Regions from separate parts of the Salvelinus alpinus genome. Here region 2 is linked to region 1. The links are chromatin contacts, called in public Hi-C maps. All regions are on one chromosome and are shown on one strand. The core of a region is the stretch at or near the end of the contact, and the rest is flanking DNA. Distances in the headings are between cores, read along the strand shown. Region 1 holds the start of prkdc (protein kinase, DNA-activated, catalytic subunit). Region 2 holds the start of LOC139583393 (receptor activity-modifying protein 3-like).

Region 1 (6,703 bases), core at 2,192-4,691:
CAACCAAAAGAAAATGAAATTCAATGCACACAACAACATCTATTGTAATTCAACTGTAGGCCTAAATATTGCACAATGAACACGGCTCAAATACCACACAGTCTACTGCAGGGATAGGCAACTAGATTCAGCCGAGGGCCGATTTTTGTTGGCCCGGATGTGTACGGGGGGACGGAACAGAATTATAATAATTTGTACACTGCAAATTGACCAACTTGTTACTTGAAAATAACAATCATTTAATATCTTGATTACATTGAGACACGATCACATACAGTTGTGGCCAAATAGATAGACACCCTTGCACATTTCTTAAATAATTCCCTATTTCTTAAAATTAAAAAAAATTAAATTGAAAAAAACTGTCTCCACAACCTGTTATGGATTTTCAACAATGCAGAACCAATTTTATTTTTGTAAACTTAAGTTTAAAATTGTAATTTAGAAAATAAAGACAAATTTGATATGGACAAAATTAAAAAGTATATATTATTTTTTTTACCCCCTTTTTTCTCCCCAATTTCAATCATCTTATCGCTGCAACTCCCCAAAGTGCTCGGGACAGGCGATGGTCGAGTCATGCGTCCTCCGAAACATGACCCGCCAAACCACACTTCTTAACTCGCGCCCGCTTTCACCCGGAAGCCAGCTGCAACAATGTGTCAGAGGAAACACGTTCAACTTATGACCAAAGTCAGCCTGCAGACACCTGGCCTGCCACCAGGAGTCGCTAGTGCGCGATGAACAAAGTAAAGCCAAACCAAACCCTCCCCTAACCCGGACGACGCTGGGCCAATTGTGCGCCGCCCTATGGGACTCCCGGTCACGGCCGGTTGTGACACACCCTGGGATCGATCCCGGGTCTGTAGTGACACCTCAGGAGGCCATATTTGTATATTTATTTGAGAAGAAATAGGGAAATATTTAAGAAAAGGGTGTCTTTATATTTGGCCACAACTGTATGTCTCTTTTTTTATTCATGGAAATACTTGGGAACAGATTTACTAAATAAAACTCGTTTTAAGCCGAATTCCTGGTGAATTTACAGTTGTTGAGGGGACGATTTTGGCCTGCGGGCCACCTGTTGCTGACCCCTAGTCTACTTTATATGGGATGTACCTGAAGTTTCAGCTCTCCTAAATAGGCTCTGTAGAGTTTATCTGAGTGGTTGACCATTTCGCTGGGATGGACCTCACCCAAAACTCCTAAGAGCTCATAGATTTTACTGAGAACTATTGAAAAAATAAGACAAATCAGAAACACAAATCAGTGTCAATAGGACTTGCAGGTAAACTAGTGTTATAGTATACTGCATTATAGAGAGAGCAGACAGTGATTCCTATGCCATTGGAAACATTGGAATTACAATGTAGGTCAGTAAACATGGTTGAATATGTGGGGCTCTATTGAAAGCTATTCTGCGACACCTACTTGAAGGTGCCTGCTTTTTTACACTGTCAATATGACCCCCATCAAGAAGGAAATTAACACTCACCTGTATCTGCGATTTTGTTCTTGTAGGAGAGCTCGAAATAGAATTTGTCGAATATTTTACCAACTTTTAAGTCCTGAGCAATACTGGAGTCCTTTGTTAAATAGAGAACCTATAAAAGTTAGGAAATGGAAAACTGACATTTAGTAAAAAGATGGTGTCATTTAACCAGTTTTCAATAAAAACATTATCACATGAATGCATGTTAATCATTAACCTGGATCAGGAGATCTAATGTTGGTGCCTTGCATTTTGCAGCTTTGTCCTTTGTGTACACAACCAAGCATATGTCCTACGACCAGAGGAAGGATGGCGTTAATACTGAGGAGTCCAAGGTGTCAAATAAAAATCACTTCAAAATGTATAAATAAACATTTAAAAAATACATCAAATGTAACAGTTAATAACATACCTTGACATCAATGGCATAAGTCTTCTCCCAACCCTTGACGCTTGTAGATATCCTCTGCAAGAACTTGTCCAGTAGACTGATGGTCTCAACTCTTGTATCCCGGAGCTGCATTTAAATATGAACCAGTCATCATGGCAACAACAACAAAATAGAACTGGACTGTCATTCTACATTTCAATTGGGGAACAGATTTTCATTGACCTCATTCATTTGCACTAACCTCTTCAAATGCCAGTGATTTTCGAAGAAAGTTGAGCAACCCATCTTCATTTGAGAACAACAAGGATGCATGTAAAGCTTCAAGAGAAAACAAATCAATCAATGACTTGATGTCACTCACTCACCACTTCAAAATCAAACAGGTAATTCTATATTTCACAAAAACACTATGTCGTATAGTCCCTACAGAATTAGAATAGCATCCTAGATCAGCGTGGACTTGCTCTCCTGACCCCAACGGATTGTTGAAAGCTAGGGAAGATCTCAATTGCATACTCCTCGTGTCCTCTCCTTTCACCTTCTCAAAACCCATTGGAGGGGGAGATCAGAAATGAGAGACTTCTGGCTCTCATCCAATGGGTTTTGAGAAAGAGACTAGGAGAGGACGTGAGAATGCAACTGAGATCTTCCCATAGTGTGGACAAGCCTGCAATGCTGCTGACCAGAGCCTCAGATATAGCAGGCCTGATAGTCAAGAGCTACAAAAAAAGTAAGGACCCCTTTAGTCCTTAGAATGAAACAACATTGAGAAACACGCTAATTTAGGGTCTTAAATCACTATTACCTACATAGTTAATCCCAAATGACATATGAATGGGGACGTCTGTCATCATTCAAGATGGATGTAATGCGCATGCGTAACTGTGATTATTAGCATCTCAAAAAATGGCTCTGGCCATCGTCTCAAACAGGTGCCCAGTCTGTGCCAGTATTCGTTCATTAGGAAGGTATGTAATCATTACGCAAATTCTGTAGCATAACGTTTTGCAACAGAAACCGTTTCCTCCAAACGAAAACGAGTTTATATTAGACAAATTCAGATAGGTCCCTTCCCGTTTAAGAAACGTTTTGCAACAGAATAGGCTAAATGAATACCCCCCCAGCATTAGCAAGCCATGGGTAGGCGCAAATCTATACTTGTTAGCTAAATTGCTATGCTATCTACATAGCTAGTTAACGTTATGCTGTTTGGGTCTGACAACAATTGAAGTTAATATATTGCACACTTTATATAGAACTACAGTGAACCTTACCCAGCTCGTTCTCGCTGTTCGTTAGCATGCATTCTTGCCCCAAGTCCCCGATAATGTCATGACATCTTAGCGCTGCATCTCTTGTGTCGACATCTGAGAGAGCTGCATGAAGTTTCAGAAGATGCCCTTGAATCCCTCCAACAACCTTAACTTTCTCGTCGGAGGACATGTTAAACTAATCTAGCTACTGCTAACTATCCTTAAAACACATCAACAACATTCATACGCGCGCGACCAGAAATACATCTAAAAGTTTAAACACTCCCATCAAAGGTATATTCACGACCAAGCATGTTCAAAAACGTTACAAACCCGGAAATCAGATGTCAACTGTTTAAAATGTAGCAATCTCAATCAAACTATAATTTATATTGCAATTTAATTCTAGCATGGATTAGCCTTTCAACAGGCAGCGATTGTGTCACAAGTCTATTAAGTAACCATAAATGTATCGTCGTTTTCAAATGCTCAAGCAACGCTGAAAAGATCCTGAATATACCCCTGTAGTCGTCGACGCTAAACGCATGCAACTGTAAACAGCGTAATCTACTGGCATGGAGTATCGATTCTATTACTATGGGGAAATATTGTTAATTTATTTATTTTGGAAGCCAAAAACCATAACACAGAAAGTTGAGTTAGTGTGCACTCTACAGTCTGTACAGAGCAATGTGTAGGTTGGCAGTAATCTGAATACTAACAAAAGAAGAACACTGTCCATCTTTTCATGAGGTTTAATAATGGCAGTTCAGCCAGTTACTACGTTCATCATCGGACTAAAACCTACTTTGTTTACACACACAAATCACTAGATTTAGTACAAGTAACAACATTTCCAATAGTGAAATAGCCAAAACGATTGTATAAAAAGAGAAAGGCTGAAAAAAACTGAAAATCAGACATAAAACAAAAAATGAGGACAATCTTCCCTCATCATTCTGGCAAACCAGAATTCCTCCAATCACTTACATCATCAGTGTGCGACAATCTTAATTCCAGCCTTTTAAACCTTTATCTCCCACATTCATTAAGATATTACGGGCCAGTTTCCCAGACACAGATTAAGACTAGTCCTGGATTCAGAAGCATGTTTAATAGAGATTCTTAATTGAGACACAACGTAATCTGTGTCTAGGAAACTGGGCCTGAAGGTCCGTTCTCACTTAGTACTCACTCTCTCGTACATCATCAGCGCTTGTCGCAACAGTCTCAATCTCAGCATAAAGGCTTTCATCTCCCACATCCATTAACACATGACTAGGCATTTTCTTTCCTAGTACCCGCTCACTCCCTCTACTGTATCTCCCCTATGACAGCCCTGTTACCATAGCAATAAAGGATGGCTGCACATCACGTTGTGCTATGTCGCTAAGCAGCAGACTGCCTTCCAGTCGTGGCCCCAACCCTGGGTCATGGGGTCCCTTCAGGTTTTTTTTTGCTGCAGCGTTCTCCCCCACTGGGAGTGTTCCGGAACGCTGGCGTCCAGGAGAGTCTCCTCACACCTGGGCTATAGGGTCAACTCTGACTTCCTATACGGTTGGTCTTCAATCGGAGTGTCATGCCTGTTACCTCTTGTTAGAGGTGCGCGCACCTGGTGTCGGACCCAGCCTGTAGGAACTACAGAACAGAATGATTATCATATATGCCTACTAATTACAGTCAGGCTGTGAATGCAACTTAAGGAAGTGATGGAGACATAGGTTTATAGATGGGATTTTAACATGTGTAATATTGGATTCAGACACCATGTGTCCTGCATCCTGGTTAGGGGTTTGTGACGTCATAACACTCACAGCGTGGATGTCCTGGTGGTCTGGGGTTACTGGCACTGCTGCCAAAAGAGGACTGGAAGTTGTGGATGGTCTACTGCAAAATCTGCCTCTCTCTCCCCTGCAGCAACAATTCAGGTGAATAATAATAATTTATATATTTTCATTGGATGTATCAAGGTGTGAACCCTCTTTGGTAACTGAACACGATATAAATAAAACTAATAGATAGGCAGGGAACACAGAAAGGGGGTTTAGTAAAGAATGAAAACGACCTTCCCAACATTAAGTTCAGAAATTGCTGCCAGTATTTGATACCTCGGCCCATCTGTCTTAATCCCCATCCTTTAAATCTCCATCTGTCAGAGTAAAGAAAGCCTCCATATCAACCTGTAGTGGATGCACACTGACTGACTGACTGACTGACTGACTGAGTGGATGAAATCAGGGTTGGGGTCAATTCCATTCAATTCAAAAAGTAAACCAAATTCCAATTCCACATTTTCCTCATTAGGTAAATTGGATTTTCAGTATAGTTCCTAAATTGACTGGAATTTAAATGGATTTTACCCCAACCCTGGATGAAATGACATGTAAGCCACAGCTATGAACATTTTATAATAAGTAGCAAATACAACTTGGCTTATGATATAGTGTGAATGACACATACCTCTTGCTCTTCGAATATGGGCTGGATAGTTCATCTGTTCATCAGGATACTGGATAGTTCATCTGTTTGTAGTAAGAGATAAGCAGAGATCAGCAGAGGAAGGGTGTGTTTTTAAAGTATTCATACCAACCACAGATGCCCAGGCTCACCCTCGTCGGTGATGGTGCCACTATTGGAGCCGCCGCTGCTCTTGGAGCGTGGATGGGAGGAGGCGGAAGACAGGGAGTCCCCCAGGGCAGGGGTGGGGGATGGGGTCAGGGTGGGAGAGGTGCTCTTGGAGGTGGAGGAGTTCCCAGACAGGTCTCTTCTTCAGGTCTATCTGCACAGAAAATAGATGTGTGTATATCACTTCATCATCTTTTGCTAGTAATACTGACATTTTGTAAGCATGCATGACCCTTTATAATGTCTTCTAATAAGGCTGGTATATTTTATGTCTGACCCGTCTGGAGTGGACATTGCTGGCCACCAGGCTGGGGGTGCTGTGGATGTCTGGGAGGCTGATGTCAGGCACAGTGTAGGCAGGAGCAGGCACAGGGGTGGGGCTTGGGACCTCTGCTGCCTGGGCCTAAGGATCCAGTAGGCCTGCAGCTCTCTTCCTCTGGGCAGCAATTTGAGACAAGTCAGTGCCCCCTGTGGGGAAGAGAGGAAACGCAGCGCATGAGAAGCAGCACGAGCACTGGCTGTGTCTGCCCAAATCTCATAGATGAAAAGTCTGAAAGTGGGGGATCTGTGTGTGTGTTTGTGTGTGTGTTTAGCCTAGCGCATGCATACATATGTGCTTGTACCCAAGCGGTTGTGTGAGTCTGGCCCATGGCGGTTGAACCCTGTTGGAGGCCCCGAGGAGTGGGGGGAGTGGTAGTTGCCTGAGTTGGAGGGGGAGGTGGACGAGGGGCCCTTGGTGATGCTGGGGAACTTGATGGATCTGCTCATCACACGACTGATAGAGGTCTGTGACACAGCATGAAATTAAATAATAATTTTCTTTCCTCCAAAATCAGGATCGATCTATCAGCGGTTTTCAATTTCATACAGTGAAAATATTTTTTTCCGAAAATCGTCGACAACATGTGACTCAGAGTTGCCATTGCTGTTGAGGTTGGCTTT
Region 2 (6,703 bases), core at 2,886-5,385, 220 kb after region 1:
CAAGATGGAAGACACTGCTCATGCAATAGAGAAGCCATTTTGAAAACCTGGACAACCTGCATAACTGAGATTTAGGTAGAGTACGTTGACAATGTGGTACTTTGCCTCAGTACAGGCATGAGTCTATATACAGCTCCAGCTGGGGACTTCGTAACTTTCCAGGGGCCAAGTTCATGAGCCCACGGAGTGTATGAAAATGTTACGAGCTCATTGAAAGATTAATACAGCTTTGTACAGGATTTTCACAGCTGTTGAGAGGGCAGCTAAAAGAAGAGGCCTTTTAGTGAATCCACATAAGGAAACTTACAAGAGTTTTGAAACATATACAGTAACTACTAGGAAGTCTTTATTACCACTGGTCTGGCTGCTAGTACCAACCAAATGTAGACGTATAGCAGTAGAATTGTATTACAGAGATGTTTTTGAGCATAAAATGCATTATTTTTACAGCACTACACTGGAAGCAGCTGTGGCTGATGAGCCCAAGGCATTTTCCTTGGTTATGGAATTCCGATGCCTCTTTCTAACCATTATTATCTGCTAATTCAAGTAGACAGACCTTACTCAGCAGAGCAGTGGTGCTTGTGCTTCAGCTCTGATCTAATTACATCATCTTCCTAAAATACATTTTACAACAAATAAATCATAGTCCCCCTGTGCTCCAGACAGTTTTTGAGGATATTATGTGTGCATGGAAGACGTCCCATTTGGGTTGTAAATCTCAGAACCTTTGCATTTTCCACTGGCCATTGGCTATTTTTGTCACGTCCTGACCTTAGTATTCTATGTTTTCTGTATTATCTTGGTCAGGTCAGGGTGTGACGAGGGTGGGTATGCTTGTTTTGTATTGTCTAGGGTTTTTGTATGTCTAGGTGTATTTGTAAGTCTAGGCATATGTAGGTCTATGGTGGCCTGAATTGGTTCCCAATCAGAGGCAGCTGTTTATCGTTGTCTCTGATTGGGGATCATATTTAGGTTGCCATTTTCCCTTGGGTATTCGTGGGTTCTTATCTATGTGTAGTTGCCTGTCAGCACTCGTTGTATATAGCTTCATGTTCGTTTTGTTATTTTGTTTAGTTTTGTTCAGTGTTTATTCTTCATTAAAATAAGTATGTACGCATACCACGCTGCGCCTTGGTCTCATCAATACGACGAACGTGACAGAAGAACCCACCAAAAAAGGACCAAGCAGCGTGAAAAGGAGGAACAGCGCTTTGTGGAAAAATAGACCTGGGACGAAATACTGGACGGTAAAGGATCCTGGACGTGGGAGGAGATTTTGGCAGGAGAGGATCGCCTACCATGGAGGCAGGTGAAAACAGCGCAGGAGGAACGGCGAAGATATGAGGGGACACGGCTAGCACGGAGACCTGAGAGGCAGACCCAATTTAAAAAAAATTGGGGGGCACTTGAGGAGATTGGCTGAATCAGCTTGGAGACCTGAGCCAACTCTTCGTGCTTACTATGGGGAGCGTGTGACTGGTCAGGCACCGTGTTATGCAGAGATGCGCACGGTGTCTCCAGTTCGCATTCTTAGCCCGGTGCGCTCTATTCCAGCTCCTCGCAGTTGCCGGGCTAGAATGGGCCTCCAGCCAGGACGGAAGGTGCCGGCTCAGTGCTCCTGGTCTCCAGTACACCTTCTTGGACCAGGATATCCTGCTCTGCGTACTGTGTCTAAGGTGCGTCTGCATAGCCCAGTGCGTCCTGTGTTAGCGCCCCGCACTTGACGGGCTCAAGTAAGCATCCAGCCAGGACGCATTGTGTCAGCTCTACACTGCAGATCTCCAGTGCGCCTCCACAGTCCAGTACGTCCTGTGCCTCCTCTCCGCACTAGTCCTGAGGTGCGTGTCCCCAGCCCGGTACCACCAGTTCCGGCACCACGCACCAGGCCTCCAGTGTGCCTCCAGAGTCCAGTACGTCCTGTTCCCCTCTCCGCACTAGCCCTGAGGTGCGTGTCCCCAGCCCGGTACCACCAGTTCCGGCACCACGCACCAGGCCTCCAGTGTGCCTCCAGAGTCCAGTATGTCCTGTTCCCCCTCTCCGCACTAGCCCTGAGGTGCGTGTCCTCAGCCCGGTACCACCAGTTCCGGCACCACGCATCAGGCTTCCAGTGCGCTTCTACAGTCCAGAGCTTCCGGCGACAGTACCCAGTCCAGAGTTTCCGGCGACAGTACCCAGTCCAGAGTTTCCGGCGACAGTACCCAGTCCAGAGTTTCCGGCGACAGTACCCAGTCCAGAGCGTCTGGCGACAGTACCCAGTCCAGAGCGTCTGGCGACAGTACCCAGTCCAGAGCGTCTGGCGACAGTACCCAGTCCAGAGCGTCCGGCGACGTTTCACAGTCCGGCACCTCCAACGACGGGCCCCAGTCCGGAACCTCCAACGACGGGCCCCAGTCCGGTGGTACTGTCACGCCCTGGCCTTAGTATTCTCTGTTTTCTGTATTATTCTGGCCAGGTCAGGGTGTGACGAGGGTGGGTATGCTTGTTTTGTATTGTCTAGGGTTTTTGTATGTCTAGGTGTATTTGTAAGTCTAGGCATATGTAGGTCTATGGTGGCCTGAATTGGTTCCCAATCAGAGGCAGCTGTTTATCGTTGTCTCTGATTGGGGATCATATTTAGGTTGCCATTTTCCCTTGGGTATTCGTGGGTTCTTGTCTATGTGTAGTTGCCTGTCAGCACTCGTTGTATATAGTTTCATGTTCGTTTTGTTATTTTGTTTAGTTTTGCTCAGTGTTTATTCTTCATTAAAATAAGTATGTACGCATACCACGCTGCGCCTTGGTCTCATCAATACGACGAACGTGACAATTTTGCTGTACACATAGCCTACATGGCAGTTATCCAGGAGAGTTCTGGACAGTTTTGGGGACTTTAGTATATCCCTGATCCATAATCTTTGGGCCTCAGCTCTCAATCTAATCTCTTGGGTATTCTGAGATGGGTTCCTGTCTCCTCCTGATGAGAGAACCAGAAATCCTCCCTAAAGAGAAATCACCTTGGGTCCGGGACAATAAAGTCAGATTTTTCATTGCACTTTCTATAGGGTCCAAGTCCATGTAGACGATATGTTACCAAAAATAAACATGAACTTGGGATAAGTGAAGATATCATTTCGCAAAGAACATACAATTTTTTTATGATTGCATATCATTATAGACAATCATAACGCTGAATACCCCCTTACAATGACAGGTAGGCCGTCATTGTAAATAAGAATTTGTTCTTAACTGACTTGCCTAGTTAAAGGTTAAATAAAACATAAAAGTAAATACATTTAATTTCAATGGACATCCAATGTCATCATCCCTTAAAGACCCATGTTTTCATTAATTTACCTGAAAAGCATACTGGTATGGAGATTCTTACATTGTTTAATGAATTCTTATGGTATTTTACCATACAGTCTTTTACATAGACATCAGGGTCAAGAGACAGTGGTGTTAATTTGGCGATTGTCAAATATATTATGAAATCATATCAAATTGTGGAAGTCATTGATCAAGATGGATTTGATTTCATATTTTTTATTAGCCTTTTTAAAGATGATAGGCCATGCAACTTAAATATCTTATTGGCTATGGAATGAACACTGAAAGCAGTTTTGAAGCAAAAGGATCTGAGAATTATTGAGAGTGTTATTAATATGTTGTTATGCATTCTTTCTGTCATTTTTTCGATTATAAGATTCAATTTCAGACAGTGGCAACACAAAAATAGCTATTAAATCATTAAGAAATAATATATTTGAATAATCTAGAAAACTATCCAATCGACTACTAATAGCCTATACAATAAAACACTAGAATACTCACCCAAAATTCCAACCACTAAAAGTTTAAACACAGCCAACGCATTTGTATCCATCACGTTGAGAATAACAATCCCCCACACGATTCGGATTCTTTCAATGAAATCTCAACTGGGTGATAAATGTCTGTGGCAAACCATAATTATCCAAATTCAATGAAAGCACGCGCGCGCGCAACTTCTTTCATAGTTCATGAGTCAAATTTAGAACTCCGCAATACCTCCTCAAATCAGGCCCTGAACCTCCACATGAGATGCGCGTCCTCGGTGCTCTTGCCTCACGGTCCTTGTGCAAGCTTGCCTGCACATCTCGTTGCTAAAATGACTTCTGCGCTCTAGCATCCTATCAGAGGGAGGGAGAAAGGAGGGGAGATAGATCGTCCCCTTCGTCTCCGTTCCTATCTCCTTCCATATGCAGGAAACCATTATGAAATGGACAATTTAATATGAATGATAACGATTTTATTGAATGACACGTGCATATTAAAGGTCCAGTGCAGTCGTTTTTTATCAAAATATCAAATAATATCTGGGTAACAATTAAGTACCTTACTGTGATTGTTTTCTATTCAAATTGTCAAAAATAACCAATTTCTCAAGCAAGAATTGTGCTAGTCAGGAAGTAGGGAGGGGAAGACTGAAAACTTGCTGTTATTGGCAGAGAGGTTTGGAACTCTCTTTCTTATTGTTCTCTTAACTAATTGACTACCAGGTGATGTCACCAGGCAGGCCAATACTCCATCCCACCCAAACAGGCTGAAATTTCAATATTTTTGAATGGTTTAATATTCCTATACATGTCCATAAATTGTAACAAAGAATGAAATACTTGTTTATTAATAGGCCTATTATGTAAGCCTACTCTAGGCTATAAATATGCCTAGATTTTTCATGAAAGTTATTATAAAGTGTTACCACCTACCTAAAACATGACAGAGGAAAAGTGGGCAAGCCACAAGTAGGATTGATACAAATATAAATTGATGATGCTGTTTGTGATTTTAGGCCTAGCAAAATTGTATTCAATCTAGGCCATTTTCTACATTATTATCCAAACATTTTAACCTGTCAAATGCTGCAATTAAAAGAAATGCGTGCAAAATAAAATCCATATTTGGAATATCCTAAAAAGTACTCTGAACGGTATCAAATTGTATAAATTTTATATATTCCTTTTCATGCAGATGCTTTATTTGACTCATGGATTCCTTTCTGGAAGAAAAACAACCCGAGCGCCATCTTGAGGATTTACTGAGAATGTCAATGCAGCCAAATGAAAGCGGAAATAAATAGGCAAAATAATTGTTTCTCAGGGGACGTATAACGAAGACGAGCCATCGGTTTGGCGGGCCAAATTGAACGTCGCAACTAAATATTTATGACAGTTAGAATAACATTGAAGATGAGATTCCGAGCAAAAATGTATGATGTTGGTTGCCTTAATCATTTCACACGTAAGTAATTTGTAATGTTGCTCTTGTATGTGGTTGTTTTTGTGTAGCTAGCTAGATAGTTAAACGGTTAATCCACCCCCAAAAATATGGTTCGGTTCGGCACCGGGGTAAAGTTCGTTTTATATTGGATATTCGGATTTCTCTCTTCAATAGCAAAACAGGGAAAGGGGAATACCTAGTCGGTTGTACAACACGTATGTATATTCTGAATCAGAGGAGGATGGAAAACAATTCACACCTTGTCTGTGTGAATTTCAATTTTTTTTCAATCTTCAATTTGTTTTAAAATAAAAATTGTGGATTGTTCTCCATCCTCAGCTGATTCAGAATATACCTTTGTTTTTCTATTGATTCTACGGAATATCCCATTTAAAACTAAAGAGCACAAGCTTTTTTTTTGACTTTCTCAGATCATCAATAGCCTATAGTCGCATCATGCAGGCCATATACACTATATATACAAACGTATTTGGACACCCCTTCAAATTAGTCGATTCGGCTATTTCGGGCCACACCCGTTTCTGACAGGTATATAAAATCAAGCACACAGCCATGCAATCTCCATTGACAAACATTGGCAGTAGAATGGCCTTACTGAAGAGCTCAGTGACTTTCAACATGGCACTGTCATAGGATGCCACCTTTCCAACAAGTCAGTTCATAAAATTTCAGCCCTACTAGAGCTGCCGGAACTGTAGCGGAGAGGAAAACAGCATCAGGCAAGTATAACATGATCTAATCGTAACAAACAGCTAGACACATAGACTGACTGAGCAGAGATTACAATCTAGCAGTGTGGAAGTGGCAGGGCTGAGTATTTGTAGAGGTCTTGATTATGGAACAGGTTGCAGCTGGTGGGGATCTGCTCTGACTCCAGCACACCTGTCTCCATCTACACAATCACACACACACACAGAGAGAGAGGCAGAGGGAGAGCGTACTGGGGGAGTGGCGGCAGGTCAAGGAGACATAGGATGAGCAGTAGAGGGCGTTGCAGGAGCAGATGTGACACTTATAAGGATACAGTATATTGTCTGCTAAATGAACAAACTTATGGCATGGCGCATAGCCAGATAACATACAGAAGGCCAACTCATATTCTGTTCCTCTGAAGTACATGTTCTTCATATCATGTTTCTTTAGACCTGCCTAAAATAAATAATGGATTTATTGTGATGTTGTATATTCAATTGATTTATTAGACTTTTGTAAATGTAGATGTTCCAAAGGAGCGCATCAGAGGTTTGTATGCGGCTTGTATACCTGGAGCCTGGAGATGCTAAACGTGTTTATGTTAATTAATGTTCAATTATTGTGAGCCGGCAGGCTTTTGCATGACAATAACCTGCTGACAAAATTTCATAACCGCAACAGCCCTATCCAGACACATCAAAGATACAGACGTCCTTCTGAACTGAGCTGCAGGAGAGGAATGAAACTG

Evidence for each region. Hi-C and Micro-C count contacts between places; a contact is called where the count stands out from the background.
Region 2: a contact with region 1 is called in a Hi-C map of muscle, with 4 times the contacts expected there. The contact joins the promoter of LOC139583393 here to the promoter of prkdc in region 1. A contact is called at or near these places in 2 of 3 Hi-C or Micro-C datasets (muscle and red muscle).

Annotation. Positions count from the first base shown.
Region 1 is chr8:61,762,179-61,768,881 of SLU_Salpinus.1, forward strand. It overlaps prkdc (protein kinase, DNA-activated, catalytic subunit), which reads right to left and starts at 3,442. Exons shown (of 86, transcript XM_071414493.1): 1 at 3,158-3,442; 2 at 2,125-2,201; 3 at 1,905-2,009; 4 at 1,710-1,784; 5 at 1,496-1,604; 6 at 1,120-1,232. The coding sequence starts at 3,326. It also overlaps the pseudogene LOC139582317.
Region 2 is chr8:61,985,952-61,992,654 of SLU_Salpinus.1, forward strand. It overlaps LOC139583393 (receptor activity-modifying protein 3-like), which reads right to left and starts at 4,136. Exons shown (of 5, transcript XM_071414429.1): 1 at 3,814-4,136.